2 separate regions of the Rattus norvegicus genome follow, and region 1 is linked to region 2. Evidence: chromatin contacts called from public Hi-C data. All regions are on one chromosome and are shown on one strand. The core of a region is the stretch at or near the end of the contact, and the rest is flanking DNA. Distances in the headings are between cores, read along the strand shown.

What was found. A called contact is a pair of places that touch in the nucleus more often than the background predicts.
Region 1: a Hi-C map of kidney shows a contact between it and region 2, with 1.9 times the contacts expected there. The contact joins the promoter of Suclg2 here to the enhancer-like site in region 2. A contact is called at or near these places in 2 of 12 Hi-C or Micro-C datasets (kidney and liver).

Annotation. Positions count from the first base shown.
Region 1 is chr4:129,890,930-129,897,359 of GRCr8, reverse strand. It overlaps Suclg2 (succinate-CoA ligase GDP-forming subunit beta), which reads left to right and starts at 3,423. Exons shown (of 11, transcript NM_001100750.1): 1 at 3,423-3,514. The coding sequence starts at 3,425.
Region 2 is chr4:129,834,573-129,840,622 of GRCr8, reverse strand. It overlaps Suclg2 (succinate-CoA ligase GDP-forming subunit beta), which reads left to right. Exons shown (of 11, transcript NM_001100750.1): 2 at 4,729-4,870. Among named protein-coding and RNA genes, the nearest start is that of Suclg2, 56 kb to the left of the region's middle. Within about 2 kb of position 2,747, at least 5 of the 93 cell types and tissues checked have an H3K27ac peak or open chromatin away from gene starts, as enhancers often do. A contact at or near this core is called in kidney and liver, where this site is marked.

The DNA.
Region 1 (6,430 bases), core at 2,174-4,673, 56 kb before region 2:
TCCCTTCTGGGAGAGCATTTGTTTGTTTTTATTTGTTAGAGAAGTACTTCTCTCTCACCAGCTGTCTGGAGGGCCTGATCTATCTTTACAAAGCACTCAGTGGAAAAGTAGCCTAGAATCCACTACGCTCTGACTCAATCCTGCTCTCTATCCCCACCAACCCCAAAGCAAACACACGGAAGTATAGTCACATTTATTTGTTTGTTTTATTGTGGTGCTATGGGTTGACTACAGGGCACTAAAGTGTGCTAGGCAAGTATCCCATGGAGGTTTGACACAGACATGCCTCCCATAGACGTGTGTGTGTTTGGATACTTGGTCCCCTGTTGGGGTGCTGTTTGGGAAGACTATGGAATCTTTAGGAGGTGCTGCATTGCTGGGGGAAATACCTTCCCTAAGGGTGGGCTTGGATTTTTTATAGTATCCTTCTACTTCCTGCCTGCCCCCCACCCCCAGCTTTCTGTGCTTTCTGTGTGGATAAAATACGATCAGACAACCTCCTGCTCATACACATATCCTACATTCCCCACAACTATGGACTCTAACCCGTTAGGGCATGAGCCAAAATAAAACCCTTTCTTTTTAAGTTGCTTTTAGTTGTGGTATTTTATCCCGGCAACAGGAAAGAAACTAATATGCACTCTAACTCTCAGCTACATACCCTGCACCCCGCCCCCAAGTTCCTAGCTTAGCAATGTGGGCTTGAATTGGCTGTTGGTAATTCTGGTAGCACATCCACAGCTCTCACAAAGTTTAAGCATCCATTTTGCAAATAGTAACAAAAATACTTCTGCTGGTTTACTTTCTGATACACGGTCTCTTGTATCCCAGGCTAGCCTTAAACTTTCCACTAGCAATGGAATGACCTTGAACTTCTGGTTCTCCTGCCTTCACCTCCCAGGCTCTGGGACTACAGGTGTGGCCACCATGATGGTTGATTTGTACAGTGCTGAGCATCAAGCCCTGAACTTCAATGCCTGCCGGACAAGTGTTCTACCTACTGAGCCACGTCCTAAGGCTTCATTAAAAATGCCCCTCTGATTCATCCTTCCTGTGATAATGGTCTCGTAAGGGTAATGACAACAATCAGAAGCAAGGGAACCACATTCTACAATATTAAATGCTCAGGGAAAACAACAATGTCATATGTACTGGTGGGACTCGTAGTTGGATCTGAAAATAGTGACGTTTCACAGTGAAGTAAACAGTGGAAGTCCAGGGAGTCCCGACTTACCTGGATTTTAGCTACCACTCAGCCTTTGTTCTCTTTACATCACGAGCCTTCCTCCAGCCTGCAGCTTCTTGGTGGGCTTTTCCACCCACCAAGTCTTGATGATCGGCTTCTTTTTAGAGTCTGTGCTCCTCTATTCAATGCCACAAGCAGAGTACAGCCAAATTAGTCAGGTTCATTCCGACTGGATGTCCACTTTACATACTCGTGTGACCAAATTGATCTGTTTCCAGAACACAAAAGAACCTCTGACCAAGAGCTATTTGGCAACCGACTCTTGCTTGAGTTCCCTCCCAATGCCAGCCAGGAGTTTCTTTACTTTCCAATAAACCTTGTTTGCATGCCCCTATTCTCCCGTCCTTGCTCATTACTCTATACTTAGGTGGTGATGGGCTCTGCTCCTACTCAGTGAACCCGCAAAGGTTATGGGATGAGATGGAAACTCAGATCCACTCAGGTCAGAGTGGTGACACTTCAGCTCTGGGGGGATTCTGATCCCCAGCTGCGTGACCTTGGGAGCACTAGGAGATATGGAGAGCTGTGCAAATGCCACAAGCTGAGGAACTCTTAGCTGCCCAGTTCTGTCTGGGCACAGGAGGACTGTATAGGAATATATAGGACAGGACTATAGGACCTCCTCCCCAGAGTTCCAGTGAGGAGTGAGTGGCAGCTGGAAGCAGTTGCATATGCGGTCGTCTGTGTATGACAAGCTTCTGTTTCAGGTAGCTCAGCTTGGAGATCACTGAGGATGGGCTCAGCATTGGATCCTCAGATTAGCTGATTGGGAGAAAGGAGAGCGGCACAGTTGCTCTTCCTTAATGTTTCCAATACCACAGGGAAAGGGAGGAAGATGATGGCAGTACCAGGGCTTTGTTGCAGCACCCTAAGGGCAGGCTATATCCTCTTGGCCAAGAGAATAGATTCTGAGTTGTACTTTTGGCCTAGGCTAGAGAAATCACTGCCCAAACTGTCCAAACATCCTTAAACGTTAATCTAGATGGGTTTGTCAATAATGTGGGCACAAGACTCCATTCCCCACCCCATCCTGCCCAGGAAAGCTGACATGTGCTGAAGTGATAAAGAGATGGGGACAATAATCTGTGAGATAAGGTGCGTCCCAGAAGTTTCTCCCCTCAGGCTGCTGTTCCTAACTATGTCTCCTTTCTGTCTTTGGACTGCTGACCCAAATCCCTATTCTGCTTAGCCTGACATTCCTGGCATTCTAGGTCTCTTGGGAGACCTCTCTCCCCACATACAGATGCCCATAGCTAAAATCAACTCAATTTGCTCTGAGTTTTTACTTCAAAAATGTAGCTTACCCCATGCCCCCTTCAGATAACAGCTCCAATCCATTGATACAAAGGAATAAAAAGACATGTGGAGAGGTGAGGAGGGGAGCCGTAAAATTACATAGGTTCTGACAAGATCCATGCATATATGGAACAACCATAGATTCACACCGTTGCCATCAGCAGACACTTGATCTTGGGAAAAGGCTTGCTGTGCAGGCGTGAGGACTGGCATTTAGATCCCTAGCACGCATGTAGCAAGCAAGCCAGTTCTGGCCATTCTACTGTAACTCTACACACACACACACACACACACACACACACACACACACACACACACACACACACACACGACATGTGTGCTTCATCAACTGTCACCAGCCCCACACAGCCCAAGAATTGTGGTCCTAATTCCTTCCCTTGGAATATTACTCTCTCCAAGAGATGTCCTCTGATGGTGGTTATCAGTTCCTAGGGCCAGACCTAGCAACCCTCACTGCAAGTGTCAATGTGTCATTTATCATTTCCAGGACCAGTTTAAATCAGCGTCCTTGGGGCTGAGATCTGCTTTTGCCTGAAAGCCAGGCTAGGTGCAGTAAGCTCTGAGAAGCCACATGGCCTTGGGGTGAGGTGGTGAAGGCGGTGGGGATAGGGGTAACATGGTGGGGAGTGGGTGGGTGGGTCCTTCCACTCTCTTCACCACCTTTCTCCTTCCTTTCTTTTTCTCAATTCCCTCACCCCCTGCTCGCTTCTGCACCCGCTTTCTTACCCGCCCTCTGTCCCGCCCCTCTCTTCCTCCCCCGCCCCTCCCCGGCCCGCTCCCTCTCCGGGCCTGGGCCCCGGCCCGCTCCCTTCTCCGCCCCCTCCCGCCCCCTCGCGGCCTCTCCTCAGGTTCCTGGTTAAGATGGCGTCCGCGGTGGCCATCGCGGCCCAGGCCGGGAAGCTTCTGCGAGAGCGATCGCTGCGGCCCCGACTCTTGGCGGTCAGGTCCCAGGTGAGCGCGGCCGGGACCACGTGAGCCACTCGCTGTGGTGCCCCATGCTCTGCGTTCTCTTCGCCCTGCGCGACCCCTGGCGACCCCGTGCTCCCCGCGGCTCGGCCGGCTGTGCGGCGTCCGAGCTGCTGGACGACCCTGCTCGCCTCCCGCGGGAGGTGTCGGGGATCGCGGGGGTCTGGGTACACACCCTACGACCCTGGTCGTCCTAACCGCTCCCCTCAGCCGTGCAGGGCACTGGAACCCCGAGCTGGGGGCGAGTTCCGAAAAGTTCGGCGCACTGTTGGAAGGCAGAGGTTTCCCAGCCGCTTACTGGCTCTCCTGGGGGCGGCTCTAAGCCTGAGCTTGCTCGGCCGGCCACGTGCTGGCTTCCCAGGCTCCCGAGGCAGCTCACCTACCAGAGTCAACCCCGCGGGGTGTCGCTTGTGCCCACTGTGTGCTTGTCTGTGGGGACCTGTAAGGGTCCGGGAGGAAAGTGGGAGTCTAGTCCTCCTCTCTGAATGGCCTGTGTGAAAACTGCCTACCCACTTTGTCCATGCCTCCTGGAGACTTAAGTTGGACCGGGAGCAGTTCCTCCACATTGCTCTCCTGTGGAATTTACCTTCTTCCATTTGCGAGCATCTCAGTAGAGTGAGGCCTTTGGAGGGGAGATTGTGAGTTGGCCCTGACACTTGGAGAAGCCACGCAACCACTTATCGTCCTACTGTCTTTAGCTAACCCCCCTCAACCCCCCAAAGAAAAGCTTTCCTGTTCAATGAGCAGCAAATCGCTACATTTTAACCAAGGCGTGCCTAGGGCACTACGAAAAAGAAATAACTTATTAATGAATTTTTTTGAGTTACTCTAAACTTTGCTTAATTATGACATCTGTGAAGGTTTTTCTTTCTTTTCGTTACCTGACATTCCATCTCTCTTGTTATTGTTAATGGGAATTTAAGAGGTGCTAATACTTATTACTGTAATGTCCTTAACGGGCACTTGGCAGTGTGGTGGGTGAAGGAGGAGGGTGGTGGTTTGTCTAATTAAACTCACAGATACCTGCTACAGTAGTGTAGAGCTCTCTGGGCGATCTACAGCCTATTCACTCTCTTAAGTGCTGTGAAGAACAAGAGAGCTGGGGTGCCGTTGCCTTAGATTTGAATTGATGAGAAACATGGAGCCCAGGCACTGAAAATCATAAGAGTAAGAAATGATTGCCCAGAGAAACCTAAAACAGAGAGCTTAGCTGACCTATGTTGTCATCTTCCCTATCCAAGTTGTGGAAACCTTGTCATACATGGGAGAGTCCGGCTGGCAAGCAGGGGTGAGAGACCTCTTACCTACATTGGGCAATGTTCACTGTTTACATACTTGTATGTTACTTATTGTTATGGGAACATCAGGCCTCGTAGAGTTTGGAGGTGGTTCTGGCGGGAAGAACACTTCCTCCCCAAGCCTGAGAGTCTTAGCTGGAATTCCTTTCACCCATGTTAAAAAAAAAAAAACAACAAAAACAAACAAACAAACAAACAAACAAACAAAAACAGGCAAACCCGTGTGAGCTTGTGACCCAGCACCGGGAGGAAGAGACTTGTGGGTTCCAAGAATTGGTGAGGTTCCACTTTAGAGAGAGATATCTTGTCTCAGGGAAGTAAGGTAGATAGTGCTAGAAGGAGACGGGTGACTTCCAGGACAGCCTGTTCGTTCAGCCTGTTCTCTGTCTCTCTCTCTGTCTCTCTGTCTCTCTGTCTCTCTCTGTCTCTGTCTCTGTCTGTCTCTGTCTCTGTCTGTCTCTGTCTCTCTCTGTCTCTGTCTCTCTGTCTCTCTGTCTCTCTGTCTCTGTGTGTGTGTGTGTGTGTGTGTGTGTGTGTGTGATTAGTTTTTGTTTGGGTCTTACTAGCGAGCCCTAGACCTGTGAAAGTCTGAGGGTGGTGACCAGTACTTCCTGGAACTTGAGTTACTGATGGCTGTGAACTATAGCATCCGCTAGGACTGAACCTGGATCCTCTGCAAGAGCAATAAGTGTGCATTGTAACATGTCCAAGACCTGAGCCATGCTCACGGTCAGGTGGTCCTGTGTAGAAAAGTCCAGCCCTGAGAAGTTCACTGCCCTGTTCAGGGTTACAGAGCGTTTGAGACAGAGCTGATGAGTAGGTTTACTTCACGTTCCCACTCTACCAGAGTAGAATCCGGCGAATGCTCCTTTTCTGGGTAAATCAGTCTGCCCACGAGTAGAAACGGTTAGCGAGTCACTAGTGCCACTGACACAGTTCTTGTGGGAACATCTTAGAGTTGACAATGTGAGTAGGTAATACCGCCTGTGACTTTAAGGAACTATGTCTTCGTACCAGCTCTACTCCTTTCTCTTGCTGGGCCCCTATTCCTGGATCGTAGCAGCCACTACAGTTAAGTAAGCATGGTTCATTTTTCCCACCAAACTTTGGAATCTTTAAGTATTTTAGGAATCTGTTGGCACTCTCGGCCTCGACCTACTTTGCACAAGCCTTGTGAAAGCAAAACAAAACAGGTGGGCAGGCCAAGGTAAAAGACCCACTTTCTGGAAGCAACTTTAGCTTGTTTCACAGAAGTATCCACAGAATAACATCCCTCCTTGGGTTAATGTTAACAGTTGACACAGAGTTTTCATGGTTAATGTCATTGCAGTTTCTCTTTTTATTTTAAACTTCTGCCTCTGGCTTCACTGTTTTGACTTTTTTTTCTCAGAGCTGGGGACCGAACCCAGGGCCTTGCACTTGCTAGGCAAGTGCTCTACCACTGAGCTAAATCCCCAACCCCTGTTTTGACTTTTTACTGATGTTATATCCGTTCTAGGGCTGACTTTGGCCATTTCTACACTGTCACCATGGAGGACTGCTCCAGAACCTGGGAGTTGGGGTGATGAGTAAAGCAGGCAAAGCCCTCTACCACTTGGTCCTT
Region 2 (6,050 bases), core at 1,498-3,997:
ATGGACTTAGCAGAAGGATCTCACACACATGAATACATATCTGCATACATGCATGACCCATGTATGTTATGTGTGTGTTGGTGGGTATGTGAATGTGCATGCATGTGTGAGCATGTGCTAGTGTCTGTCTGGGCGGGGGACATGCATGTGTAGTCCACAGGACAACCTCAGATGTTGTTCTGTAGGTCCCATAAGCCTTATTTTATTTATGTATTTTAGACAGGCTTTCTCATTGACGTGGAACTTGCCAAGTAGGCTAGGCTGGATGATCAGCACCCGGGTTTCTGCCTGTTTTCACCTCTGGAATTATTAAGCACATGCTACCTTGCAGCTTCTCCTGAGCTGTGGGACTGAACTCAGGTCTTCATGCTTGTACAACAAACATTTCGCCAACTGCGCTACCAACTCAGCCCAGCACCAGTTGTTAAGAAGTGGAGATGACTTAGAGATGTTGAGATGTAGTCATGGACCCTGCCCTTCCAAGTCTTTGGTTGAGCACAGTCATCTGATGCTCCTGTAAGAGGGTTACTTTGTGGAGTAATAGACAGGGCCTTAACACAGGCCTTGCAAGTCTCAGTGTCTTGGTTTTCAATTTAAGAGCAAGCGACTTTAAGCTGGCATTCATTTGGGTCAATGTAGAAGCAGTCAATATGTATTATATGTCTTTGATGCTGGTCTCTGGATCAATTGCAATTAGTTTGCAGCAGATTGCATTAACATATCTGAAATTAATACGGCCAGTAGTCTAATGAAAAGGAATTGACCGTGACCACGCGGTAGCTGTTTTTAGTTTCTCTCAAATGTGCTTTTCAAACTGTACTTTTTCTTCTTTGGTTAATGGCTTTAAATTGGTATGTCAACATAGGCCTAATCTATTGATTCTTCCCATTTGCCTTTTAAAAGCAGTCCCTGATAATGACATGTGTGTAACATTTAATGTTTTTTTTTCTTTAGATGGCTTTTACTAAATACCTTACACTCATGTTTTTCGTGGAATCTTGTGTGGAATGCAACAGACTATTAAGGCTTTGAGTGTGTTCATTTGTCAAATTTGTGTTAAGTTACTAATGTTTCATTAAGACTTAGGAAGTCAGAAGTAAGATTATAAAGTACTAAAAAGTAGATGGTGTGAGCATTGTTTGTCCTGCATTGGATTTTATCCAATTATTATTCAGTTTTTAAAGAAGAATTATAATCAATTTCAATATTAACATTGTAAGTAATATAAAAATAATTATATTAATATACAATATATATTAACGTATATAGATGGGTGGGAGGAGCTATTTTTAGGCTTGATCATGTCAAAGCTTGAATACTTTATAAGTGTATGTGAATTATGTTTATTTCAAGTTTATTGCCTTTCTAGTTTAGAGGTAGGCAGTTTCTGGAACTGGAACATTCTTTGTATTGGGAACAAAAGGTGGGGTTTATTCCTTTGCCCATCTCACTGAGTTGTTTTTGGTATTTTCTATCTGACAAGTAAGATATTCTCCTAAGGATGTCAGAAAGTGTGTTTAGAGCACGCTACCCTTGAGTAGAAGCTCATCTTTCTGTAAGGATCTATCAGGGGTGTCCAACCTTTTGACATTGCAGTGCCACACCGTGTTCCACAAATGTATTGGAGCATATTCATAGCAATTCTGGGGTACACGCAGTCAGCAGTCTGAGGTTGGACATACCTGTGAGCCTCAGTGGACCCCCTGTTTGAGAGAGTTCATGAATGCCTCCTCGTTTGGCAGTTACAGGAGATGATATTTTAAGGACACTTTAGAGATTCTGAAAGTGATTGAAACTCCCGTGCACAGCCCTTAGGCCTCAGCAGTGTGCTCAGTCTGACGCTGCCTTGGACATTCGTGGAGACCACGGTAGAAGCTAGGGTTTGGACATGAGGTTATTTTTCACTCTGCCAGCTTTGAAATCCAGCTATGATTAAACATTTAATTTGTGTTAATGGATAATCATCTCTTGTAAGTTCCTTTACATTATGACTCATGGGTGTAAACATAACTAAATGTATTCCTTTTTCATTGAAAATGAGATTTATAGTTTTGGTAGGATATGCTGTTGATATTACTGGATAAAATACAAAAGTAATTTACTGGTTGTCATCTTGTTCTTTATGTTCTTTTGACATAAATTAAAAAGTAATTCATAGTGCATTTTGGAAAAAAACCCACTTATATTGGAATCTTAAGCAAGATTGCATAATATCCGACTGCCGCTGAATGGTAGTGCAGTAATGAGGACTCTCAAGTAACTGTGCTCAGTATTGGTATATGAGCGAGATCTCATCCTTCAAAACACCTACCTAGACTCCATTAGAAACTAAAATTAAGGAGAGACTTGGGAGCTGGGAAGAGTGCTCAGCCATTAAGAGCATGCACGGCTCTGGCAGGTGACCTGAGTTCAGTCCCCGGCGTCCATATCACATGGTTCACAAACACCTGGCTGTCACTTCAGTCCCAGTGGCTGACACCCTTGACTCTCACAGGCACCGGCACACATTTGGTCCACAGAAACTCACACTCGCACAAGCTCACATAATACACATTTAGAAAAATCTTTTAAAAGCAAAAGAAAGCAGTGAATTAGTCTGCGGCTCCATGACCTCTTAGAGTTGTTAATATTTCTCGAACGACTTCCTGAGTCTGGTTAATGGTTTATATTAGTTGTTAAGACACAGCAATGAGCTTTCCCTGTTTGTGCCTGTGAGGGAGGGAGGCAGAGCTGGTTTCTCCAGAATAACTTCTGATCTGCACGAACTTAACCAGCTCACAGAAAGCTACAGTGAAAATGAAATGAAACACCCAGTACAGTCCCATGATCCTTCGCCTGACTGCTTCCTCTGATGTGGGCATCTGACACAATTCTAGAACAATGCTAAAACCAGACATTTACCAGATGTCTTTCTGTACCTAAGCTATTGGACTTACTCTGGTTTTACCATCTTGAGGGTTAAAATTAACATCTATAAGAGTCTCGCTATGACAGTTAAATGTCATTTATTTGTTTTTTGAGATAACACAATTACATCATTTTCCCTTCCTTTTCCTCTCTCCAAATCCTTCCATAAACACTCCCTGCTCTGTTTCTAATTCATGGTTGCTTCTTCCATTAATATTGCTGATATATATATATATATATATATATATATACACATACATATATATATATATTCGTAAAGACAACCTGCTTACTCTGTATAATGTTACTTGTATATATGTTTTCAGGACTGACTGTTGGGTATCCGCTATCCAATTGGTGCTCTTATCTGCAGAAGACTGTTTCTCCAGAGCTCAGCATTCCTTAACTGCCAGTAGTTCTTTGTGTAGGTCTCTTAGGCTTTCTCCCGCCCACATTAGCATGTCTGTTGTGGCTATTCTTGTCCAGCTTTTGCTTAGGAGGTCCTGTTGCTGAGAGTTTTTGGGTGTAGCTTCTGACATTGCTAGGAGACAGGATATCTTAGCAAATTCCCTGATCCTCAGAGAATGTGTTTTTGGCTTTCTTCTGCACTGACTCTGAAACCTAAGGTGAGGGAGTTGTTTTGTAAATGAATCCATTGGGACTGGGCTTCACAGCTCATTTTGATTGGTTGTGTTTTTTTGGAGAGGTCTGCTCACAAAGAGAAGTTTCCTTGATGAGGGATGAGGACGACACTTCTCTCTGGTCCTAAGAATAAATGTTTAGAATGTAGTCAGGAGTTGTGCTGCTTTATAAGGTGTTGGTTGGAGATTCTCGTCCAGGGTCTATGATGTCACTAGCCCTGGACAGTTGACGAGGTTTCTAGCACTAAACATAATTTCCCTCTTGTTGAGCAAGTCTCACCTATAATTAGAGGACTGTTGGTTACTGCCAAAGTCTGTGTGCCGCTACTGCCCTTAGGATTATCTTGTCACGTTGTGGTTCATAGGTGCCATAGCCAGGGAAGACTGTTTGCTTTCTTCCTCTGGAGCACTTCATGATTTCTTGTGGTACCATGAAAGCTACCCTCAGGAGGAGGCACTCAGGTCAGTTCCAGCTCGGAGGTTCCAGGCTTTGTATCTGAAGTGCATGGTGTCTCCAGCAGTGGGCATTTATTTACTCCCCTTCTAGGGCCAACCAAGGGCAATAGCTAGAGCAAGAGCCTCCAGTGTTTGCAGCCTCTTGATCCATGCTGATCAGCACCTCGGAAGGGGCTTCTATGCTGGGGTAGGGGTTTTGTTCATTGCAGGGGTCTTTGGCTCTAGGAGGGACCATTATCATCCCAAAATGAAAGATTTTCACTTAAAGGTATGTTAATACCCAGACTTGCATGTGTTATAGTTTTCTTAGGTAGGTACTTAATAGTATGAAAATGTAATGTGGGATCACATTGTGACATTTTATTTATGTATATAATGTATTTTAATCTTTTACTCCTTATTACCTTCTCTTGCCCCTCCCTCTCCCAGTGATTTTCCTCATCTTTCCAGCCCAGTCTCTCTTCTATTACCATGCCCCTCTCCCCAACCCTTCTCTCGTTGTTCTCTCTCTCTCTCTCTCTCTCTCTCTCTCTCTCTCTCTCTCTCTGTCTGTCTCTGTCTCTCTGTCTCTGTACTTTTTTTTTGACATTTTTGATTAAAAAAGCATCATGTCAGATTTATTTAGATTGTCTCTTTAAGCTGCATGTTGCTCCTGGCTGGTGGATAGGACTGGTAAGACGGTGCTCTTCTTCTCGTTATTAAGTGTTCTCTCTTCTCTCCCTAGGCAGGTCACTTAACCCCCAGGAGATGGCTGAACCTGCAGGAATACCAGAGCAAGAAGCTCATGTCAGAGCACGGAGTGAGAGTGCAGAGGTTCTTTGTCGCCAGCACTGCTAAGGAGGCTCAGGAAGCAGCCAAGCGACTGAGTGAGTTGTTTCAGGGGGCGGAACTTCCACCACTGAAGACAGGACAGGGCTCCCATTTCTGTTCCTTTATCTTACCTGGGCTATCTTACCTGGGTTATCTTACCAGGATGGGAATTTTGAATTGCAAAAGCAGAACACTTAACTTAGGAAAACTTGATTTTTTTCTCTTGAGATAGCAGCACATGGGGTCACCTTCTGGAAATTTCTCTCATGATTTCTTGGTGGCTTCTTCTATTAGCTATGGCTTAGTTGTGGGAAGAAATAGTGCTGGTAGATTAGACATGAGAGTAGCTTCCTTCTAGAAACCCCTGAAAAACTGGGATGAGTGATTGGAAGAGGACAAGGGGTAGGCCATGTTGTGTAGTCCATGAGTGCTGACATCACAGATATGCGCTGGTGGAGCCTGGCCAAGAGCAGCGTTTAGTTTTAATCCAGTTCTAATTGCGTATGGAGTCCTTCTCCTCTCTGCATCTCTGGTTCTCTAGCTATAGAGCAGAGCTGTTTCCCGCCCGTCACTGTCTTCAGGCTCTCACTCCTTGTGGTGATGATGACAGCTGTACTCCAGCCCTGGGTGGGGGAGAATCAGGTCCTGCTCTCCTCTTTCCAGTGACGGTTCTGTGTGATGTGGTAAAGATTCTCCTATTGCTACTTGGATTAAATTATTTAGTATGAATAAAATGGAAACCACACAGTATATTTAAATTCTATAGTAGTCTTTGAAAAGAAAAAAGTAATAGGTAATATTAATTTTGATAATACATTATATCTAATATACCCAGTTAGTATCATTTTTATCATGAGACTGGTAAGTTATTAGTATTTTTCTTCTTTTTCTTTTCTTTCTTTTCCTTGTTTTTTGTTCATTAGTTTAGCATTTTGGTTTTGTTTTGTGTTTGTTTAAGATAGTGTATGTAGCCCAGGCTGGCCTTAAAGTAATTCTGTTGCTGAGGATATCCTTGGACTTGTTCCTGTCTGCCTCCAGAGTGGTAGGATTATAGGCATGTAGCATCATCTCTGGCTCACGTGGTCCAGGACTCAAGCCCTGCGCCCTGTGCATCATGCTGGTGAGTATTCTAACAAATGAGATGTCCACAGACTGAACTGTCACAGATCCTGTGTTTAGCTTACACGATAGCACATTCATTTCACACAGTCTCAGGTCAGATGTTCAGCAGACCCT